Regions from separate parts of the Sus scrofa genome. Here region 2 is linked to region 1. Evidence: chromatin contacts called from public Hi-C data. All regions are on one chromosome and are shown on one strand. Each heading gives the region's core, a stretch centred on a gene start, on an enhancer-like site or on the middle of the called end of the contact. The rest is flanking DNA. Distances are from core to core; before and after follow the strand shown. Region 1 has its middle 47 kb from the start of ALDH8A1. Region 2 has its middle 140 kb from the start of SGK1.

Region 1 (5,832 bases), core at 788-3,287:
GAAGCTTTCCTGATCTCCTCAAGCCTTCCATGCACGTTCCTCCTCCAAACTCCCACAGCACCTTTCTTTACCCCACTGTACGCTCTGCAGTGTCCATGGAACCCATACGTCAGCTGACCCCCAAAGCCAGCCTTTCCTTTTGCCTTACCCCCAGCAACTCCTCATATTCACCCAAAACTCACCCTCTTCATCTCAAAGTCTCACTAAAAGATTTTTTTTTTTCCTTTTAGGGCCATACCTGCAGCATATGGAAGTTCCTAGGATAGGGGTTGAATCAGAGCTGCAGCTGCCAGCTTACACCACAGCCACAGCAACACGGGATCCAAGCTGCATCTGTGACCTACACCACAGCTCACAGCAACACTGGATCCTTAATCCACTGAGCGAGGCCAGGGACCAAACCTGCATCCTCATGGATACTGTTTGGATTTGTGATCTGCTGAGCCACAAGAGGAACACCTTATTAAAGGTTTTATACAGGAAATAGAAGAGAAAGATTATAATGTGCACTCACAGAGCAGGTATGAAATATTCACTATTAGACTTTCGTTTCTCTGTTTAGCCTGAAGTCTTCCAGGGGTTTTCACTGCAGAAGTTCTCAGACCCTCCAATGTCAATCATATTCCGTAAGGAAGAGAAAGTATTGAGGGCTGGTTGCCCAACTTATGAAATCATTGAACTCTTCATGAGCAGCTTTAAAGGCCTGGGATATATGTCATTCAACTATAAATACACATTGTTATTATGAATTCCTTCCAAGTAATAAATTACACATTCTTGCCCCAAAGTTAGGGACTCTCTGAAAAACGAGTGGGACCTCGGGCATCTTACTTTTGTTTCTTTATCATCGTTAAGAAGTCTTAGAACGAATTTCTGGAGAGAACCTTGAAGAGTCTTATCACTCTGACTCACGTTTAATGTGCTTCATATCGACAGCACCACAGAAGAGCTAAAAAACTCCCACTTCCCCGCTGCCCAAGCCAAATAGAAAGCCATTTGAGGCACATCGAGTACTCAATTTTCCTGCTCATTACTTTTTTTAGATTGAGGTATAATGTGAGTAGACTATTAAGAAGCTTCCGGCTCCCACGGATGTGGCACAGAGAAGGTCGAATAGAGCCAGAAGGAAGTTTTGATGGTGCTGCTGACATCTTCAGGCAGTTCTATCACCCCCCCCTCCAAAAGACCTTAAGGATCTGCTAAAAAGTTTTGTTTGCAAATCTTTGTCGAGGACAATTTGTTTGCAAATGTTTGTAAAGGACAAAGCAAAGGACATGATTTTCTAGCCACTGAGAGGTGTGGGTGATTTATGTGAGCAGCCGGCCCAGTTCGTGAACTCCGGCCCAGCGTTGGCTGGTGCTACGCAAGGCTTCCCCCGGGACCTCTTGTGTTTCCTATTACTCGCGCTGTGCCTGGGCTCCGCGCGGGCTCGTTTGTCCTACGATTTTTATCTGTACGGTTTTCTTTAATCATAAGAGCTTGAAATGCAAGAACTGTGCATATTAGACCTCTTACAGAGTGAAGCGAAAACCAATCGTGGCCTTTTAGTACTTGCAATTCCAGGACAACAACAAACGCCGCTAAGTCTCCAGCAGTCGGCCGGCTCACTGCGCCTGTGCGGTGCAGCCGGGGGCGGGACCGGAGGCGGGGGCGGGGCCGCCGGCGCCGGGTGGGGGCGGGGCAGCGCGGTCCGGCCGGCCGGGTACCTCCGGCCCCGCCCGAACGCAGCGCTGGAAGGCGGGGCCCGCGGGGCTGCGGACGTTGGCCTCCGCCGCCCCGCAAAGGCCTCATGATTTCAAACTTTTGCTGAACTTGTAAAAGCGGCATTTGGATGATGGATTAATAAGAACACTGGAATTCCGTGAGAAGTTTCAAATTGGAGAATCTTGAACTTTTCATCCTCTCCAGAAGTTCTGCTGGTCACCTAATCACAGATGAATGAGGGCACCTGGCCAGCGGTCCAGAGCTGATGCAGGCCTATACTGGTGTGTCGGCAAGCATGATGAAGATGAAGAAAAAGTCGTCCCACAAAACACATCGGAGCAGTGTGGGCACCAGCACACCAGTTTCCCAGCCTCCGCGGAGCATCGTAGGCTGCAGGATTCAGCATGGGTGGAAAGAGGGAGAAGGCCCTGTCACCCAGTGGAAAGGAACCGTTCTGGACCAGGTGCCTGTAAATCCTTCTTTGTATCTTATAAAATACGATGGAGTTGACTGTGTTTATGGACTAGAACTTAATGAAGATGAAAGGGTTTCTGCGCTTGAAGTCCTCCCCGATAGAGTTGCAACATCTCAAATCAGCGATGCACACCTAGCGGACACGATGATTGGCAAAGCAGTGAAGCACGTGTTTGAGACCGAGGATGGCTCTAAGGCCGAGTGGAGGGGAATGGTCCTAGCCCGTGTCCCTGTAATGAGCACGTGGTTTTACATCACCTATGAGAAAGATCCTGTCTTGTATATGTACCAACTCTTGGATGATTATAAAGAAGGAGACCTTCACATTATGCCTGATTCTATTGATTCACCTCCAGCAGAAAGAGAACCAGAAGTTGTGGACAACCTGGTAGGCAAACAAGTGGAATATGCCAAAGAAGATGGCTCTAAAAGGACTGGCATGGTCATCCATCAAGTAGAGGCCAAACCGTCTGTCTGTTTCATCAAGTTTGATGATGATTTCCATATTTACGTCTACGATTTGGTGAAAACAACCTAGGTGTCATCACGAACTTTGCCAAATTTGTGGAACTATTAAATGTATAATTTGTAGATGTAAAGATTTGATTGCTTTCCATTTTAATGACAACTTAAATGTCCCTGCGATCTCACAATCTGCCAGCAGAACTGGTTTTGTTCTGAATAGCATAGATTTCTGTGAATACAAAGTATATTGTGTAAGGAACTCCTTCCTCTTAAAAGAAGTCTGTCTGTTTGGAGAGGAGGTACAGGCAATTTCAGTTTAAAAAAAAAGGTTGAGTTAGTATCATAGTCATTTAAAACTGTAATAGACTTTATCAGTTTTCCCCTTCACTCTAACATTCTCTTAATCTACCACAATTCAAGCATGGTTTGGTATTTTTGTTGTTCCCTTTGTTTAGATAAATATGTATCATTACCTATTTATCTCTCTGTGGATATGCATGTATTTTATATGTATGTGTACACAGATACATATACACATGTAATCTGTTTATATGTATATATACACAGATAAATGTGTGTATATATATACATATGTGTGTGTATACACACACACATACATCTGTATACACACGCCACTCTTCGTTGGCAGTTCTTTCTTTGTGGATTGGGACAGGGGTAAATAATTTTCTCCAATTCAACAGGAATGCTTGACCATGTCAGTCATATTTAGTATATTACAGCTATTTATCTACAATTAAATTTGGGCACAGAAAGCACATGGGAGTGTTCGTCTTGTTTTGAAGGAAGTGCAGAGTAACTTTTCGGTCTGAAAGTCCAGACATGAATCACTTGTGAACCAAAAATGACCCCCATTAGAATTGTAGCAAGCATATAGAAATCTAGGTAAAATGCTGCCTTTGATTCTAAGCTTTAAACTTCTTTTGTTGACATTTTCTATGATAAATACTTCTTTTTTTAAGTGAAACCCAGGAACTTGGTCCACACAGTGTAATGCAGTGTTTTGGGCAGCACATGTGGTCTATTATTTGTGCAAAGCGGTAATCTGAATTTTAGTACATGATTTAAAAGGCAACAGTGGATCAGTGGTTTGGGTAATTGGGTAAGTTCCCCAGAGAATATAGTGCTTTTATATTAGTAATGTAATTTAAAGAATGGTGCTGTTGCTTTCTTACAAGTTGTCTGGGACACTTTTATATTTATTCCTATTGTTGCTGATAGTATGATTAGGTCAGAAGGCTTTCTTCCCCCGGCTTTACCACAAAGAATATCTGGACAAATAACAGCTGGAATCCCTGATACCTTTGGGTGCTGCATCTTCTTGCTGCAGGTGTGCTGTTGACGTGGACTCGTGTCATTGAGCGGACTCTGCCACATCAAGGTCGGTCACCTACGCTAGCTTGTGGAGATGACGACAGCAGCCTTTGGCTGCAGAATCCTTTTGTGACTTATTCCTGGAAGGTTGCTTTAAACCAAAATAGAACTGCGGTTGGTTTAGCAGTGAAATGCCATCTGTCAGTTTGTTTTGGATGAGCCCTGGCATTTTGAAAGCTAGGAGAAAGGCAGTAAGTGGAAAGGCAGTATTGTGGCCATTGGAAGCCCTGAGATTTGGTTGGAAGGTTAACTGCCCATGCTGTCAATCAAACACCATCGGTCCTGCAGCCTCCCTGATGGCTGTTCTTGATGTTAAGAGATTCGATAGTTTCAGGGCGTGGCTGTGAGTGGCTCCTGATGCCCATTTCCGCCCTCAAGAAAGCCGTCCTTGAGCTCCTGGCTGGTAACCACCTGCATCCTGTAAAGACAGCACCCCTTTCTCTGCAGTGTGCCCCATACCTTCTGGGGGCAGCCAGGGGCGAGCTTCTCCAGGTAGCGAGTTCCCAGTTCTGAGATAGCCCTCCTGTGCTTGAACAAGTGCTGCCCTCTGTCACCTGTTTTCCTGATGGCTTATCTTGTAAGAATCCCCACATGTGAATCTCAAGGCCCAGCCTGGCTCCCAGCGCCCAAGCAGACACGTGTGGCCCAGAGAAGGAACATGTCCCTCATGCACTGAGCAAACACGATACAGTGACTTGGGGCTGAAAAAGAGAGGCCTCTGGAAGCAACCCCACAGCTGGGTCAGTTGCAACTCTCTAGCATTGCTTAGGGACTTGCACTGTTGTTTCTCTGCAGGTCACTTAGCACCTTTAATGCCACACAAGCTGCCACAGTCTAGATGAATGTGACATGTGATTATTATTATCATTATTTTAATCATTGTTTCCTTTATTGCTTTTCGGGTAAAGGAAGGGGAGGGGGTTTGTTGTTTTTTCATTTTCTTCCCCGTTCTTTATTCTCTCTGTGGATTAAACCACACTTCCTGACGCTGTGACAAACTCTGCCCCTCAGCCAAGTGTTTCGGTCTTCCTTTAGGCTCATATTTCAGAACCCTGTGTATAGCTTGTGTTTTCCTGGCATCCGAATATTGATTCCTTCTTCAGAGAATCCAGTGTTAATTTCCAACATTATCATCGTGGGACCTAAGACAAGATATGACTCTCTGTATAAAATGTATTGGCATTTTTCACTGACCTGTTAAGTATGATTGTGTTGTGTGTCTGTGTGTGCACACGAGGGCGCGCATGCATGCGTGCCTGCCTGTGTGTGATGTCTGGGTGCTTGTAAAGCGTCAAAGGAAAACCTTAAAAGCAGGCCATCCTTTTTTGCATGTTAGTCTAAGTAGAATGTTCAACGTAACTCACTAAAATTGCTGTTAAAGACATTTAGATTTTCTTATGGTCTTTGTTTTATTTTCAGTTTTCTGTGTATTGGTTTACTGTGCTGTTTAGTGGTTATAGATAAAAATGCACTGATGAGACAAATGTAATGCCAGCAGAAGGTGGTTTTTCAGTTGTAAATGTCATACAGTATTTGAAGGGACTGCACATTCTGAAAACAATCAGTAGCTTCTAAACCAGATTTCATTTCTGTTACTCTTTGATGCGCCAAACCCCGAAGTGCCTTGAGCTTGAATCTCTGAACACTGTGGACTCCGCTAGAAAATTATTTTGATTGTCACAAATTGTAGTGACTATAAACATTCTTAAACTGATTGTCTTTAAAAAAAAAAAAAAGTTCTCCAAAGACAGGAACGATTATTATAATGGAAAATAATTATGGCCGATATGCCTGTGT
Region 2 (5,596 bases), core at 1,394-3,893, 500 kb before region 1:
TTCTTTTTTTTTTTTTTTGTCTTTTTGCCTTTTCTAGGGCTGCTGCCACGGCATATGAAGTTTCCCAGGCTAGGGGTCTAATCGGAGCTACAACTGTTGTCCTACACCAGAGCCACAGCAATGCGGGATCCGAGCTGCGTCTGCAACCTACACCACAGCTCACGGCAACACCAGATCCTTAACCCACTGAGCAAGGGCAGGGACCGAACCTGCAACCTCATGGTTCTTAGTCGGATTCGTTAACCACTGCACCATGACGGGAACTCCAAAACTTCCATTTCTAAGGGTCTACATGTGAAGTGGTATTTGTTTAGTCTACCGATATAAATCACCACTATTTGGGTGAGGAAGGAGATACAGTCTAAATGAAAGACAATGAGTTTCACCTCTTTATCTCAAGGATTCAATATATATATATTTAAATCAACATCAGAGTAATAGTGAAACAATGGATTATTGTACCAGAGGTAGTGGGGTCTAATGGCTAAGAATGATAACACCCACCTTTGAATATCTTCACCGTTTCCTAGCTCTGTTATGTGGGACCCATGATTTAAGCCTTCCAAGCTTGTTTCTGGAATTTAAAGATGAGATAATAGTGGTACCTACCTCTTTGAGTTCTTAAAATAATTGAAAGGTACCTGTGAATTGTTTAACAGGGTGCTTCACACACTGTATGAAATCAGTAAGGGCTGGCTATTGTTACTGTTAACTGAAAACATTCAGGGAGGACGTTCTCATTGAAACCGGTGGCTACAAAAAAGCATTCAGAACAAGGGAGGCAGGATGTATCCTGAGTGTTCCGTTGGGGGCTGGACAGTTTTTTTTTTTTTTTTTTTTTTTTTTTGCATGTGCAAGTTTCCAGGCTAGGAGTAGAATCAGAGCTACAGCTGCCAGCCTATGCCATAGCCATGACAACATGACAACTTGGGATCTGAGCAGCATCTGTGACCTACAGAACAGCTCACGGCAATGCCTGATCTTTAACCCACTGATCAAGGCCAGGGATCGAACCTGCATCCTCATGGATACTAGCTGAGGTCGTTACTGCTGAGCCACAACAGGAACTCTGTTTGCTTGTTTGTTTGTTTGTTTTTGTCAACAGTGGGAACTCCTGGACTGTACGTTCATAGGACTGTGGACCTAGTTTCCAGAGGGTTCTGAGGATATTAACCCAAAGCAATCATTTGCAAGTAAAAATTTTCTTTAAGTCATGTTTTATCCTTTTAAAAATTTATGCGAATTTCATATTATATTCTATAATACACACTTGTAGGTGTTAACATAAGAGTAATACATTCCAAATTCTCAAGTACAATTTCTGCTCCTAGGGGCTGAGACCTACTTCTTCTGTGGCTTTTGGCACTTTGTCCTTTATGCCAGATGGAGAATCACAAGGGGGGATGAAAAAGAAGTCACATGCCGGCTGGAGGCAGGAGTTTATGTTGGACCTGGGGATAACTTTATAAAAAGGATGTTAAATGCAATATTCTAGTAGCATCCACCACAGTAGGTACTACATTGTGAGTGCTTTATAACTACCAGACACTGGGTTAGGCACTTTATAAACATTTCATTAAATCCTCACAATATCTGTGCACCAGCTGCTATCGTCTGCCTTTGTGGAGGAGAACATAGCAGTGGAAAGATGGGAGTCCAGAGGCAATGAGACTAGGATGTTAATGGGTCTGATTTCGATGTGATGATAATTTGGTGCAAGAGGGTAGCCATGCAAAGTCTTAAAAACACACTTTGGAGTTCCCATTGTGACACAGAGGAAACAATTCCAAGTATCCGTGAGGATGCGGGTTTGATCCCTAGCCTCACTGGGTGGGTTAGGGATCCCACGTTGCTGTGAGCTGTGGTATAGGTCAAAGATGCGGCTCAGATCCTGAGTTGCTGTGGTTGTGGCTGGAGCTGTAGCATGGGCCAGCAGCTATAGCTCCAATTTGACCCTAGCCTGGGAACTTCCATGTGCTTCAAGTGCAGCCCTAAAAAGCAAAAAAACAAAGCACGTGTTTTATTTTTTTCACTCAACAAAGACGTATTGAATGTCTGCTATACACCTGACAATGGTGAATAAGACACTGTTGTTGCTCAAAGCTGGACAGAAAGTTTGACTGGCAATCCTGGGGCTGTATGATGATTTTGGTGATAATACATTCAGGGTGTCTGGGAGCCCATAGGCAGTGACTTTGAGGATCTAGAGTATCTTTCATAGACATGGAGAGATGTTTTGAAGAATAGGTTTTTTTTTTTTTTTTTTTTTTTTTTTTTTAATCTTTTTGCCTTTTCTAGGGCCGCTCCCGTGGTATATGGAGGTTCCCAGGCTAGGGGTCAAATCGGAGCTGTAGCCATCGGCCTACACCAGAGCCACAGCAACTCGGGATCGGAGCTGCATCTGCGACCTACACCACAGCTCACGGCAACGCCAGATCCTTAACCCAGTGATTGAGGCCAGGGATCAAACCTGCAACCTCATGGTTCCTAGTCAGATTCGCTAACCACTGAGCCACCACGGGAACTCTGAAGAATAGAATTTTTAACTGAATGCAGGGCGTGATAGAATGTGATGGTGGCTAAAAACAAAGACTCTGATGACAGATTACTTGGGTTTAATTCTTCCCTCTTCACTGAGTTCTAGCAATGTGACCTGGAAAAAGTTACTTAATTCCGTTCTTTAGTTTCCTCATCTCAAAATGGAGATAAAAATATATTACCCCATAGAGTTTTTGTGAAGATTGAAATGAGTCAGTATATGAATTTTGAAATATGTCCTCACCCGTGAGAAGTTTTGGGCAATTATTTGCTTGTTGCTATGGGAAGTTGAAACAGAGGGAAGTTATGCAAACACGCAACGAGCTGGTGCTTACAGACATGTTCATCAAAGAATCAATATTTTTGAGGTTTTTCTCACTGTTATAGACCTCCTGTCCTCGCCCTAATGTTTAGGCCAGGTCAAAACTTGAATCTTGTTAGGGCTAGGTCGGCTAAGGAACTGAGTGAGTCTGTCAGGGACTGAGGTGACTGGGGCCCCCTGAAAAGGGGGCTGCTACTCAGCCCCAGCAAATTGTCACCCATGGAAATGACAGTCTGGGGATGCTGGATCTTCTGACATTTTAGAGAAACTGAACAACCATATATTTATGAAAAATTTTTCTAATTTTTAAAACTCTCTCGAGAGACAAAAAAAATTGTGTGTAGGCTGGATCCATCCTTTTGAGGCCTCTTGCTAGGTTTATGGTTGCCTCCAGGAATATATAATAGCTTTTTCTTTCAAATTTCCTACCAAAAAAAGAGGAATAGAGAAGTTGATGGACTCTGGGAAGATAATTTCAAAAAGGCTGTGGGTTTCTCAAGTCTGGGCCCTGGGGCCATCCAGGCAGAGTAGCTTTTCCGCATAGTGTAAACTGGGGTAGAACTGTGAGTGTGTGTGTGTGTGTGTGTGTGTGTGTGTGTGTCTAGGGAGCTGGTTATTAAATGCCCCACAGATGGTGGCATTTATTGTACTCTTAGTGTCAGGGAACAACTCACACTGGTTACACACGTAAATGACTATTTTTAGTACCATTCAGACGCTTATTGCTTTACCCTCAGACATACTCTTCAATATGGAAGAACTAAATGTAGCTAAAAGGGATGACATTTATTGATAACTTATGTGAAAAGTAACATTTCAGACTGTAATTTCAACGAAGATGCATTCTACAACCACTGAGCATCAAGCATCTGGTCCTATTTGTGACAAACACTGTGACTATGTTGGGGTTCAATGTGGGGTGGTGAATTTCAGGGCATGAAACTTTGATCTAATGAGCCTATGGCTTTATCAAATGATCTAATTAGCAAAACCTCATCGCCAAAACAAGAAACAACAAAATTGACCATAATTTTATTCAGGTAGTTCAAGTAGAGAATAAAATGAACCACTAAGGAGTTCTCAGCACTAACAAACCCAACTAGGATCCATAAGGACATGGGTTTGATTCCTGGCCTCGCTCAGTGGGCTAAGAATCCAGAGTTGTCATGAGCTGTGGTGCAGGTCACAGATGTGGCTTGAATCCCACATTGCTGTAGCTGTAGCGTAGGCCAGAAGTTGTAGCTCCAATTTGACCCCTAGCCCAGGAACTTCCATATGCCATGAATGCAGCCCTAAAAAGACTATATATATAATAAAAAATAAAATGAACCACCCAAAAGTCATTGTACTTACCCTCTGTCTGAAAAGAAATCTGCGGTCAAACCAGCCTTTAATAGCACTTTAAATTTAATACCACTGCCTTCAGCTTTTGCTTATTCTATGGAATCCTGTAACTCCATAAATTCAACTTTCCTGAAAAATCAGACTAAATAGCCACATTTAATAATCGGTAATAATGACAGCATTTTTTCCTACTCAAATTTACATCTTGAATATACAATATAATTTTGAAGATATACGGGGTTTTACTCTTTCTGCTGGCCTGTCCCAGTTGGGGAATTGAATTTACATTCTAAGTATACGTGAGGCTGACATTTGACAGTGGAAGACTCAAGGACTAAAATGCTCTAGATTCAGCTAACCACATCCAGTCTGAGAATGTACAATTGATTTCTGCTGAAAATCAGTTGTATCATTCAAGACAGCCACCCGCATGCAAGAGACGAGGGATAAACACCTAGCTGCTCACACTGGAGGCTACTCCCGCACCAACATACATCCTAGGACAGGCTTTTTTATCAATTCATTTTTCCCCTACACACAACCTCTTCAAGTCTTTTACATCTGGGGACTCAACATGCATAGTCCTCTGCTTCGTGATCTAATTGAGTGAAAATCCTTTTCCTTGGTAATGGAGAGCTTTAGGGAGCAACGAAAAATGCAAATGCCTTTAATATTATGCAATATGCTGTTTCCCTGGGGTGAGTATTAAGACTTTTAATGGGAAAAGGACATTGACTCAAAAATTTACTGTTTTTCTATTTCTATTTTGCTCTTTCCTATTGAGTTGATTCTCTTATGTCATGCACAAATGTTTTCTCCATGAATGCAGATCATGTTGACTATTTATTGTAAGGATTAAATTAGTACATATATGTAAAGGACCTAGAAAAGTATCTGGAATGTAGTTAATAGTCAAATCTTTATCAGCATCTTCATCACCATCATCATCATCAACATCAGAATAAACTTCCCTCTAGAGTTTGCCACTTTACTTTTTTAGGCTGTGTGATTCCTACCTTGCACTTTGTGTCAGAACCTCTAGTGGATCAGAATAAGAGTACTTATGACAAAGATCTGAAACCATAGTTCCCACTGTGGTTCAACGGGATTGGTGGCTTCTCTGAAGTGCTGGGATGCAGGTTCGACTCCCTTGCCCAGGCCAGTGGGTTAAGGATCCAGCCTTGCTGCAGCTGTGGCTTGTATCTGATCCCTGGCCCGGGAACTTCATATATGGGGAAGCAAGGGTAGGAAAAAGAAAAAAAAGATAATAAAAAAAGATCCAGAGTACCACTTCATGATGACTGACCTCCCTTCTCTCTTAGTCAGGTGTACCTCACAGGTGCTTCCAGACTGGGACTCCATCAGTGCATCATTAGATTTTTGCTGAATACC

What was found. Hi-C and Micro-C count contacts between places; a contact is called where the count stands out from the background.
Region 2: a Hi-C map of embryonic fibroblasts shows a contact between it and region 1, with 2.0 times the contacts expected there. The contact joins two enhancer-like sites. A contact is called at or near these places in 1 of 47 Hi-C or Micro-C datasets (embryonic fibroblasts) and 1 of 2 datasets of contacts at active chromatin or transcription factors (alveolar macrophages).

What each region holds. Positions count from the first base shown.
Region 1 is chr1:29,104,861-29,110,692 of Sscrofa11.1, reverse strand. It overlaps the pseudogene LOC110260030. Among named protein-coding and RNA genes, the nearest start is that of ALDH8A1, 47 kb to the right of the region's middle. Within about 2 kb of position 2,037, at least 56 of the 83 cell types and tissues checked have an H3K27ac peak or open chromatin away from gene starts, as enhancers often do. A contact at or near this core is called in alveolar macrophages and embryonic fibroblasts, where this site is marked.
Region 2 is chr1:29,609,233-29,614,828 of Sscrofa11.1, reverse strand. No RefSeq gene overlaps it. Among named protein-coding and RNA genes, the nearest start is that of SGK1, 140 kb to the left of the region's middle. Within about 2 kb of position 2,643, at least 7 of the 83 cell types and tissues checked have an H3K27ac peak or open chromatin away from gene starts, as enhancers often do. A contact at or near this core is called in alveolar macrophages and embryonic fibroblasts, where this site is marked.